2 separate regions of the Bombyx mori genome follow, and region 1 is linked to region 2. A link is a contact called in public Hi-C data. All regions are on one chromosome and are shown on one strand. The core of a region is the stretch at or near the end of the contact, and the rest is flanking DNA. Distances in the headings are between cores, read along the strand shown.

Region 1 (6,193 bases), core at 2,925-5,424, 38 kb after region 2:
AGATAACTATGGGCTCCGGTAACCATATAACACCAGGTGAGTCGTAAGCTCGTCCACCCTTCTAAGCAATAAAAAAATGTATAAACTTTAAAATGGTGATGGGATGTTTCAAATCAATATTTGGAAAGCAATGTTCTTTGATAAGAGTAGTTTTTAAACTACTTACCTGTAGCAGTAAAATTGTAACTTCTAATGGTGGTAAGGCGTTCATGAGTCCGTACGGAACCCCATCCTGCTTTTCCAGAAGTCATGTATTTTGTTTCGAAAGGCGGGGGGCAACCATGACACAATACAGTTGTAACTTTGAACTAATGTCTCAACTTAGACGCTAGTATTCACGTTATGATGTCCATATGTAGTTTCCATTAACCACCTGACACACGAGAGAAACCCTGAGTAAGTTAGCTTGATTCTATAAATCAAAAATTCAATACATTATGAAATGTTTATTGTTTTGTTGTTGATATTGTGATGCCTTTCATTTTGAATGACAAAACAAAGCGGGGCTGCGCTGACAATGCGCAGGTTCCTCTGGTACCGGAGGCAGTCCGTCAGGTGAACAGCGCTCTTTAGCTCCGTCTCGAATGAGGTCAAACGAGACGCCCGCATCATTGAGATGCTGCGGCACAATTGTGTGTGGGATGCCCTAGTTTCTACACATTGCGGTGTTAGTTCACAGTTGTTAATGTTTTTATTACAAACTAGCTGACCCGGCAGACTTCGTAGTGCCTCAATCGATAAATAAAAGACTTAATCTTTTGTATAAAATAAACTTAAAACAAACAAAAGGAATCCGTCCGACGGGGGACACATCGCAGGAAAAACAAAATTGTTATTTTTATTTTGTTCCGAGTATTTTCATATTTATCTAGCTTTTAAACCTTCTCTGGACTTCCACAAATAATTCAAGCCCCAAATTAGCCAAATCGGTCGAGCCGTTCTCGAGTTTTAGCGAGACTAACGAACAGCAATTCATTTTTATATATAGAGATATGTGTAGTTGTAGTAGCACACGATCGGTTTTGTCAATGAAATCGCAATTCTCCGGAGCCCGGAACATGATTTTCCAGGGACGAAGTTAAGAAGAGAGTATGTTGCCGATATTTTTGAACCGCTACGTATAATTTCAATCAAATGCAAACTTGTTTGTGATAGCAAACAAGAAACCCTTTGAAAACATATAATATTTCCTAACCAATCGAATATGTTTACGGTCTTCCCGAGGGTCAGGAAAAAGATTTGATTGCTATTATTATTACTGTGGTGGTTTCATTTATATTTTATTTGGTCGACGATTCACATAAATGAAATATTAACGAATTCTACATATTTACCGGCAGAATTTTTAATGCAGTTAGTTAAATAATGATTTGCCAATCAACCTGCAAGCTATTATGAGTTCTGATGTAAACATAATTTTTAATGCAGTTAAACAATGATTGGCCAATCTTCCTGTAAGCTATTATGAGTTCTGATAATTCCTTGATAATTCGGAGTGACCGTTAAATTTATTAATTAATTAAAATAAAATATCATGTTCATGGAGATATTGGAAGAGAAATCTAAGTTATTATTTACATTTTTACATATTTATACAAGTTATATATTTGCCTCTAATGATTAAAATCTATAGATGCAAATGTATATTCTTAAAGGTTCTTATCATAACCAAAACTCGGTAAACACAATTGTTAATTACGTTGCTACTGAGTCGTATTGTGCACAATGATCATGAAATATAATTTAAATCGCTTTTGAAGTAACATATTCATTATATTCATACCCATATAATTCACAGTGACTCTCAAAACCTGATTAGTATTTATTTCAGGCCAATTGAACTTACTTAATTAAAAAGAAAAATCGAGCACAACGGGTCTATTTTTCAGTTTATTATTCTGAAATTATCATTTCACTCGATGCTAAGTCATTGTTCACAATAAAAGAGTATTTACTTTACACAATACGGTTCTCTTTTCACAACCTGATCTATTGTAATGTTTTTTGGAAAGTTTTCAATGTACTGATTTAAATTTATGGTCGACAGCAGTGGAGCCGACATACCACTTCAAGGTACTGGTGCCTTCGATGGTGGCTGGCGCGATCATCGGCAAGGGCGGGGAGACCATCGCTCAGCTGCAGAAGGACACAGGGGCCAGGGTCAAGATGTCCAAGTCGCACGACTTCTATCCTGGTAAGTTTATAATCTTAAATTGTTTTGGCTTCTTGAATGTTTTCAAGGAGTTCTTTGTTTTGTGCCCGGTCTATTGTGAATATAACAAGATACTTCGAATTAGAGTTCCCAACTTTCACACCGAAACTATTAATAGGGGGGTAGTATCTATAAAGTAACCGTTTTATAATATTGGCTATTTGGAAACTAATTTATGTATTCCTATTGATTCGTCATTTTCGCTACATTTGTATCAATTTTCATCATTAGGGACACGAAAAATTATGGAATACGAGTTCCATTCCGGTAATAATGTCACACAAACAGCTCACAACATTAATGACGTGTAATACAGTACAAACGAACGCAGGATTCAATACTTGAGAGGCAGAATAAAAATCTTTTGAAAGGCTCTGTGGCGGTGGCGACTTGTTTTTTCTTCAAGAAAGGCATCGAAAAATTACCACTGCGCTGGCAGAGATCTTTCCATGCCGTGGGTGCATATTTTCTTGGATAGAAATAACAAAAAAATGACTAACATCTTGTTAGAGTAAACGGAAACTTCATAGACAAAAACCCAATAATGATATGCTTGGTTAAAGTTTTTCATGGTAGGCTTGGCTCTACTCCTGGCTTTGCTACGTCCATGAGCCACGGCAACCACTCAATATCAAGTGGCCCGTATGCTCGTCTGCCTACTAGAGCAATAAATTTTTTTTTAGTAATAATGCTTTTTAGATCATTTCATATTAAAGAACATTGAATACAACTGGAATTATAGCTGTGTTGTGTGCTCCTAAAAGTTTATCATCATATACATAGTATGTATATTTGAAACCATTCCACTTTAATAAACTCTGAGTTTCTCGAAGAAAATGTAATATTTTTCAAAAAAACATTCAATCGTCTTTTACTGTTTGTTTTTCATTTGAAATTCTGAAGAAGAAAAACATTCTATAGTACACGAATCTTTGTTCAGCATCGCTCCGGGGAGTTCTGGAACTTGTTGCATTATTAATACAATTTCTAGATTTGATATTTTGTTTACATTTTGCTAACCACAACCTTCTTCGGTTCACTAAAACAAGTATTCGTATTTTATTTTGTGATTGTTTTGTTGAAAATAAGAAATAGTGATATAAAGTATAAGATGCGCCCGATATACTCGTGTCGAGCGATGCTGTTATGGCGGTTTTCGAATTCGTGATACAGGTACTGTTTTTTAAAAGGAAAATAGCAGCAGTACTTAGTAGAAGTAGTATTTAACTCATGTTCACGAGAAATTTTTACAATGAAGGATTAACATGATAAAACAAAAATCAGACCAACAAAATTTATAAATTTGCTGGCGTTAGGGCTTAATTTGATCCCGCACGGGTTCTACAGCATTTTGTATGGACAGACGGGACATTTTAGAACCAATGATCTTAAGAAAGTTTTTTCCATTTAACGTATGAAATTCTAAAAAGAACTGGTTATTGAAAATTTCAAAGCGCGACCTAGCTTTCCATTCAAGTTGGAATGAATAAAAGTACCAGAGGGGTGATTAAGGGGATATGCCTTTTGTGACGGTGGCATTCAAAAGTCGTTTGCCTTATCTCAAAGACCCGTTGTTCCAGTTTCTGATAGCAGGCTTAAATTTAGAGCTTTCCGTCCGATCCAAGACACGGATCGTACTATTTCAACGTGGAAATTGGGTTACGTGTTGAGAAGTTAATCCGCTTATCTTGATTTTGTTAGTTAGACTAGTGGAAATAGAGAAAGACGGCAAATATTGATATTTTTATTGAGGAAGATGATTTATTGGATCAGATTACTTAATATTTAATGTAATCCTTTCACACCAAAAATATCACCGAATTTCAAACCCCTTTACCAGTTCCCTAAACAGACAGCTCTCCGCTGAAGTTAATTTCCTGTTCAGTATAAATATTTGCATATAACCAGATTCCGAGAGTACGGGTCAACGTTATAATATATTTGCATTGTTGTTTTTGGCTCTTATCTTGTGTGTAGAGAGCAGCGGATGTAGACCCTGTTTCATTTTCGTGTTGTGTGTGAGTATATTGTGTGTGTGTGTTTCGGTTAAAAATAATTGAATGTTTTATTTTTAGTGCTTCTTTATTGGATTTGGTGTAAAATTAGATGTTGACTTTTGTGGGTCGCTTATGAAAGTTTTTCATTAGCAAAGATGAGGATACTTGAAAAGCAGTGTTAGGAGTATTGGCAATTCTATAGTTTACGTTTAATATTTTGCATTGTATTCGTTAGTCGCAGATAAGATTTATGGTACTTTTACCGCTTGATTTTGATTTTTATTTTATAATCACGTCAGATCTCTATGAGCGCACTGTAAATTGTCTAATGCTAAACTTATTATAAATTAAATATGTACGTAATCGTACGTAAAATATACAATTAATGTAATACCCCAATTATTAAATTGTTGACGGTCTTATATAAGCTATAAAAAAGAAGTTTATTAAGATAGCTTGAATCTACATCTTTTCTTAGATATCTTCTTCTAATTAAGTTCTGTTAGTGGTTGTGGTTGCAATGATGATGCACATATAGGGATCCTGGTTGATTTAGATATGGAGCGTCTAAATATATAAATACATAAAATGTATCAAAGGTAGAGAAATCTTGAATTGCGTTCACGAGAACTCATAGCTGTTATCAATTTGTTAGCATTTCTGACGGCATGGGCGGATGTTTATAATGATGATTAACCTGCTCGCCATTCGGAAATTTATTTTACGATCAATATTTTGGCTAGACTAAAACCTAACATTCAAACCTGGGCGCTCCTACCCATTTAGCATGAGAGTCTATTGCTTACGTCAGTCACTGTTTCGCACAATTCTGCGGCAGTCCAGGCGAGGCGTGTCAAGGTCCCCCGAAGCTGGGGTCTTCGATTTGCACAACTGTTTTGTATAGATTGTAACGAGCCACTGTAAACATGCGTTGCGTTGAAACTGTACAAACATAGGTTTATTAAATGTAAATTTCGACTGCCTTGTGTGAGGTGCTTCTGAATTAGGCAAGTATTTCTATAAAGTTATACCCTAATGTGCTCAAGTAACGTATACAAAAACAAAGGTCTCAGTTTGCATTGAGGTGTACCAATGCTCTTTGCTAATAATTATGGCTTCAACGCAAGGGGTATAGACATCAGCATACCAGGAACAAAGGCAACTCCGTCAGCCGGATGGTCTTTGAGTAGAGCTGCGCATCCGGTTATAGTATTGTCCGCGGAAACTCCTCTACCTTGCTGGGGTTCTGTCTGAATCGGGCGTCGGGCGAGAATGCAGGGGGGTCGCTTAAGTGGGTGGACCTTTACCATCTTCGACCAACGAATCCCATGTCACGCCCCCTCCCCATTGTAAGTATTGGCAAATATATTTTTCGGGGTTGAGGATTGGATCATGCAGGCCCAGCTAATGGAAGTAAAGCACTCATGTCACTTACATGTACCATACTCTTATATACGTACATTCCGTGTCCAACAGCATTTATTAATATAGATATATTACAGCGAATCTACATTTTCGACCCTCGTTGATTATACAGCCTTGATACACTACGTTCCGAAGCAATTAACAGTTTCATTACTACTTCACCAATCATTGTTGAAACGTGACCTGAATATGGTAAAAAAATGTAATGAACCGTGAGCATTTCGTTCTATTACTTTCAGCGAAACACGTGGGATTCTGGCCTCTTGCAACTGGTCAAGTACCCTCACTATTCACTCGTTTCTGTAGAACAACTTTTTTGTTTAGTATGTTCTAGGCTTATAGGCTTCAACTTCACGTTATGGTCAGCACCATTCCCGTTGCAATGTCTTGTAGGATTGGGTAATTCCGTATGATTATGGATTACTTAGTGTGATTTAGTTTGGTCGTCGACAAAAACGAAAATGTACGATGAAATTTCGAAATTCCTTTATTTTCGATATATCCTAGTTCGGTCCCTAAAGCGAGTGTGACCTTTTCAGTCAAAAAGCGATTAATCTTG
Region 2 (6,439 bases), core at 262-2,761:
ATCTGGTGTCCGCCCAACACACGCTCATCTACGCGCTTAAACAATAAAAAAAAATCATACTGATCTAATAAAATTAATATAAGTAAGATTAGGGTAAAATTTTAAATTCTAATAGGTTTGTATATTTAGTTTGAAATTTTATCAAAAGATCGCGCTGTACGCAATTTTAAATTCCTAAATGGAAACTAATGAATTAAGAAGAGAGGAACAAGAATATTTCCAATAACAATCAGTTTTAACAGAGAAACCGTCTAAATTATTTAATTATTCTCATTGTCATTATTTCTCATATATATTTTTTAAATAGCTCGAGAAATCACCGAAACATGATGAGCTAAATTTTACCGGGCACAATGACCTATATCGATGAAAATGAGAACAGTAGCTATTGCTCTTTTTAAAGTGCGTGTGAAAGAGAGAACAAGATGTATAAGTCCTTGACCTAGATTTCCCATACAAAATGAGCTCCACGATCCAGGGCCGTACATTGGCGCCATTTTCAAAACCAGGAAGCAAGGGAACCAGAATGAAAAAATACGGCAAGTCAATTCTGAGGTCGACCATTTCTTTTATGCCTTATAAAGATCTACAATAGGAAATCATAATAAAGTGAATTTTAAGTGTATATTCTTCTGAAATGTTTCCATTCAGATACCTCTACAGGAAATCATAATTTTAAGACAATGACGGTATAAAATTTAAAGCTGGCGCTTAACGGCTTCTTTATGAAGCTAGTCACAGTTAGGCGTGGAACGACCTTGGCGCATAACGCTAATAGGGATGGCCAGCGATTCGATTTAAATGAAAAAAAAGAAGCAAATTAATGGAATTCTTGTAAAAAGCAAAGAATATGCTTAAATCCTCCAATTAAATAAACTTCAGTTCGTCTGGAAAGAAATTTTTCACGCATATAGCATTCTTAATTTAGTATCATTCATTTTCGTATAATTTTTCTCACTTCGTTACTCTTCAGTTCAACTTCAATGCTTACCATATTTGTTTCCCTTTGTACCCACCTCACACTGCGATTCTGAAACTTATTGGCTCCTTCCATAAAGCTGCTCGTGCTATACGATTTCTAGTAAGGTCTGAATGGTTCTATGCTATGAATCTGATCCCCACTAAATCACATTTTGTTATTGTTGGAGCTATTTGATAGTGCCACTATTGGCCTAGAGATGACTCTTACCGTCATTGGGTAGTGTTTTAATACTAGCTTTAGTCTACAAAATTAGGAATTAACTATAAATTCTAAATCTCTCAGGATTTACAAAATCTGCTATTGAATTTCACATGTAGCGATTCAGTTGTTAATTGTTATAGCTACCGTACAACTTCAAAATTATTGTTTTTTTTAAACGTACAATATTAAATATATTTACATTCCGCCACATATTTTCAAATATTGCAAATTTTACACATCACTAAAGTAATCAGCTGGTATCTATCAAAATACAGACATACCAACCTAACCAACCAAGATTCGGCGCTATGTTCACGTTGACTATGCGCCACAAACAGCCGCAGTATCGACAAACGTTCACAAAACGTTTAGACGTAACAACCATAGTGTCGTTTCTCTCCTTATTTTAGTAATTAGTCCTTTATATATTTAAATCTCCTTCATTTTATTAGTTCATGTGTTAAGTGTTCAGTATATCGTTATAATAATGCTAAGTGCCGCATCGAAAAACGTCTTTTGAAGCAATTACGTAATGGGAATTATGCTAGACAAGTTTAAAGTTTTGCTCTGAAATTTCAACATGGCCGCTGATACAGGGATGGACACTTGCCCTAGTCCAGAGATTACGGACTCCAGGAAGCGACCCCTGGATGGAGACTCAGAAAATGGAGATGTCAAGAGATCACACTTCAGCTCGGGTGAGTGGCGCACCGCATTCTACATACACATACTACCAACGTATAAATTTATTTCATTGCGTACTTGGCAAGGCAATAACATTGACATAGTCTCGTGGTCGACCCGCCTATGCAGCTGGAGGGGGCGGAGATTCTTATCAGCGCGCACATTGTTATCAACGTGACCTATATCGTACGATACGAGGGTCATTTTAAGTGAACTAGTTCAATAATTGAACGTTTTAAAGTTTATAGCAGTGAAGACTTAGATAAGTTTGGTAGTATACTAAGTTCTTATCGTTCCGATAAGCGTCGAGGGCGGCGGCGACGTTCGGTGGCTCGCTTCTCGCGCAATTGTTGTATATGCAATGTTAAAACGTCGTGGTTGTTTTTTAGTGCAAGACTTGGTGACCGCGTTGCCTCTGGCCAACGGCCATGGCTCTATTACGTCTCATTTCGGTGAGTCGATCGTAAACGCATTTGAATCCATCGGCTTTGTGGTTGAAAGGCGCGCATGCACCACGCGCGCACTTGCTCCTCCTCACTCGCGCTGCTGATCACGACTCCAGGAATGAAAAACCTTATCACTAAATAGGCTTATCACCTGTTTTTCATCCAATTAGTAACGAAACTGCTTCCAATTAGATTCTGATTGGATGCCTGTTATCTGTTCTAGTTTGATGAATATTTTGATTAGGGTTGTCAACAATGGTTATGTAACAATGCATATATATAATAATTTGATAATCAATATTTTTTATTTTCTTTATTTTCTCTACTAGCTTAGTAAAATTATTTATTATGAGCGATAGAAAAATAGATTTATATATTACTTTTTAGAAAAAAAAATTGCTAAAAATAATAATAATCAAGAAAAAAGTGACATGAGCAGAGTGAGGGAGCAGTGTAGGTGTCAGCATCGTAATCGTACATTGAGCACTGTAATACAATGCCTAGATGTTGTGAGCCATCTCGTACTTAGCCTCATATCGACTTCACCATTGGCTTAGTCGTTCCATTGTCGGTGTGACATTTGCATCTGTACAGACCATATTATTATCTTATCTTTGGTATATAAAAAAAACTTTTCGGAAGAAAATCTATCAGCTTTTAAACGCTTTTAATTTTATTTCAGGAAGGAACTAACAAAAATTTGTTTAACATATTTACTTTGCGTAATTTCATTATACATAATAAATTTCACTTAATAATTTATAGTTTGGCACTGTTCACCATCATGTTAATGTATAAGAAATGTGTTAGATTTTTCTTTCTAAATAAAGTGCTGTTCCTAATATGTGGACTTATAAATAACAAGAAAGAATAATGGGAGAAAACATTTAAATATTTAAAATTATCATTTTCCGAAATATGGATGTTTTAATTTTCCAAGGCTAACTATGAGTATTTGTTTAGAAAAATCTAAATGATATAAATATTTTTCAAATTGCATTTTATTAGGAAAATGTTTCCTATTGTCAATCAATCTGATAAGATTTTAAATTTTATTATAGTACACTATTTCTATCAGCACAGATATTCTTTAAATTGATTGTTGATAATGTAATTACTTTTTATGATTGTTTCAATGATGTAGATGGAAAAAGGATTTGATGGCCTATTAGGAATTCAGGTGCTGGTGCCCTTGGACACTTGGTGCCCTTTGCCAATACCACTACCAACCTTGAGACATGAGGTCGAAGTTTGAATTATATTGTAATTGGAACTGAAGCCAATTATTGCTCGGAGCAGAAAAAAATAGAATGATGGTTGAAAGTAAGCTCTACCACAACACCCACCCTTCTATTCTAGTCATGACACAGACTCGGCACTAGGCGAAAACATGGGACGTTTTATCCATCATACATTGAGTGCCCTTGAGTCGCATGTCTTTCGAGGACAGCATTTACTCCGCGACTTTGTCTCAAGGTGAGCGTTGGCATTTACGGCGTGGAATGAAGTCTGAACAACAGATACTGTTTAATAAAAATACAACCTATGACTTTATTCAAAAATATTATTAAATACATTCTTCAATACCGTGTCCACGGAATATTTCCATCAGAGTCAGGCCTCCACGTCTCGTTCGTAAAGGCTAGTTCAGGATCTTGGCAATTGATAAATGACTCTTAACCGGTCACCTCCTGCGGCCACGTCTTTTAAACAAACCGAAAGGAAATAATTTTGTGTCCGTTGAATTTATTTTCAACGGCGTTTGGCTATTACCCAACTTCAAAAAAGATACTGCTTATTTGCTAATCAACAATGGCACTTAGAGCAATTAATAAAAAACCTTGTAAATAAAGTCCAACGTTTCTTTAAATGATTGTACTCCGTGCATTTATTAACAACTAGCTGACCCGGCAGACTTCGTAGTGCCTGAATCGATAAATAAAAGACCTAAACTTTTGTATAAAATAAACTTAAAAGAAACAAAAAGAATCCGTCCAACGGGGGGGACATCAAAGGAAAGACAATTTTCATATTTATCTACCTTTTAAACCTTCTCTGGACTTCCACAAACAATTCAAGAACAAAATTAGCCAAATCGGTCCAGCCGTTCTTGAGTTTTAGCAAGACGAACGAACAGCAATTCATTTTTATTTAAATAGATTTGTCCGATTGAGTTGAAACTACAGTTATAGTTGGCAATATAAGAAAGGTTCTTTTCACAGTACCATCAAACGCAGAATACCTAGGTGGCGTGCGAGTATTTTTACGCAATGTTATTTTCATATGTGATCATAGACGGAATTCACAAGTATGAAATAAAATATGCCAAAACAACATATTTGTATGAGCCAACAACAGGAAAATAAATAAATCTGCATTTTCGTTAATGTAGATTATTTTATCCGGTGACTTACTCTGTTGGCTGCCGGAGAGTTTTATAAAAATATCAAAGATACACTTCACATTATGAGCACAAGGGATATCCGCATTTGGAAGTTCTCTTTCTAAATATTTCTGGGTAGTGTTCTGGTGTTGCCCTGCACCTCGACTGTACTGTCTGAACTATTATAGAATTTTAGATGAACTAAGTATTTAATGTAATCTTATCATATACCTGTTTGAATATCTGTATTAGATTTACGGTTTTATAAATACCAATAGATGTAAATAGGGACGGCAACTTGGGGCTTTCTACCTCAAGTTAGAACGAGAATTCACATAAGACTTTTTTGGTAGGTCACTTTTTGCGAATATTTTTTTGTGGAACATTTGGCATCACTGTCTCGATATATATATATATAGAGAGAGAGAGAGAAAGTGAGATTGAGAGAGAGAGAGAGAGAGAGAGAGATAGATAGATAGATAGATTGATTGAAAAAGAGGGAGAGAGAGAAAGATGTACATAACTTAAAAAATTTGAATTGCATATTGTCCGCTCTCCCGGTTCTAGAACATTTTCTATAGAGTTCGCATTATAAACTATTTGTCTTCTTCAAAATAGATTGATAAAATTCAACGAAAAGACCATTCCTCTACTCATAAATCGTGTACACTGTAAACACATCGCTACTCCATTAATGTCGAGAAGGTCAATGGCGGCTCGACTTAACGACCGGCTACCGGCATACCGAAATAAAACTAATCTTCAAGTGAATAGTGCACATTATTAATTGGGGATTTGTAGTCAAGGTAACTCGAAGTCGAAACATGTTAACTTGTAACTTTTTAAGGTTACCAGTTACACTGGTCTTTGTCTGTTGACTAATAATTTTCAAAAATAAAATTATAAAGTCGGATTTCGAGGATGTCAAGTATTCTAATCGAATACTTGCAAATGGTAATGGTCCTCGATCGATTGAGATGATGTTAGTATTAATTATTAATTGATATTATCATTACTTTATTATTACTAGGATAGGGGCGAATTAACGCACGGTCCACCTGTTGCTTAGTTGTTACCAGAATGTTGCCCACTTTGAGTCATGGAAACATGTATGACAAATTTGCAGGTGGTAACCCACCCACGTTGGCTCTTAAGCACACCCGATCCTGTAGACCGAATGGTAAACAGTCGACGTCGCCCAAAGCACGTCATTACGGATCCTCCCGATCCATGAACGGTGCTTTTAGGCACCACAAGCACCGATCACCGTCCATGTCGAACCCGTCGCTTGCGACGAAGAGCTCGTCAAGCAAATTAACCCATAGACACAGCCCACTGAGTTTCTCGCCGGATCTTCTCAGTGAGTCGCGTTTCCGATCCGGTGGTAGATTCTGCGAAGCACTGCTCTTGCTAGGGTCAGTGCTAGCAACACTCCGGTTTGAGCCCCGCGAACTCACCTACACACGTTAGGGTGAAGCTAAAATAGCCTCTCAAGGCTATCAAACAAGGAAAAAAAAGGCTCTTAAGAATACTCAGCCAGTAAAATACTCTTAGGTCGTATGGCCGTTTGTAATCGAGTACCTAATTCATTTCACTTCTCAATTTGGATTGAAGGTCACGTTATCTTACAAAGCTGTCCTGCGATACCTCTATATACACTTAATTATTGTTAAATAGTTAGAACGGAAGAGAGGTTGTATGTGTAACAACGAACCATGCCCATTTCATGCTATCGACGAATTG

Evidence for each region. Hi-C and Micro-C count contacts between places; a contact is called where the count stands out from the background.
Region 1: a Hi-C map of posterior silk gland shows a contact between it and region 2, with 1.6 times the contacts expected there. The contact joins the enhancer-like site here to the promoter of LOC101744404 in region 2. A contact is called at or near these places in 3 of 7 Hi-C or Micro-C datasets (middle silk gland, posterior silk gland and whole pupa).

What each region holds. Positions count from the first base shown.
Region 1 is chr25:584,162-590,354 of ASM3026992v2, forward strand. LOC101744404 (RNA-binding protein Pasilla) reads left to right here. Exons shown (of 10, transcript XM_012690002.4): 3 at 2,051-2,194. Among protein-coding and RNA genes, the nearest start is that of LOC101744404, 37 kb to the left of the region's middle. Within about 2 kb of position 4,175, at least 4 of the 8 cell types and tissues checked have open chromatin away from gene starts, as enhancers often do.
Region 2 is chr25:549,116-555,554 of ASM3026992v2, forward strand. LOC101744404 (RNA-binding protein Pasilla) reads left to right here and starts at 1,512. Exons shown (of 10, transcript XM_012690002.4): 1 at 1,512-1,881; 2 at 2,257-2,319. The coding sequence starts at 1,764.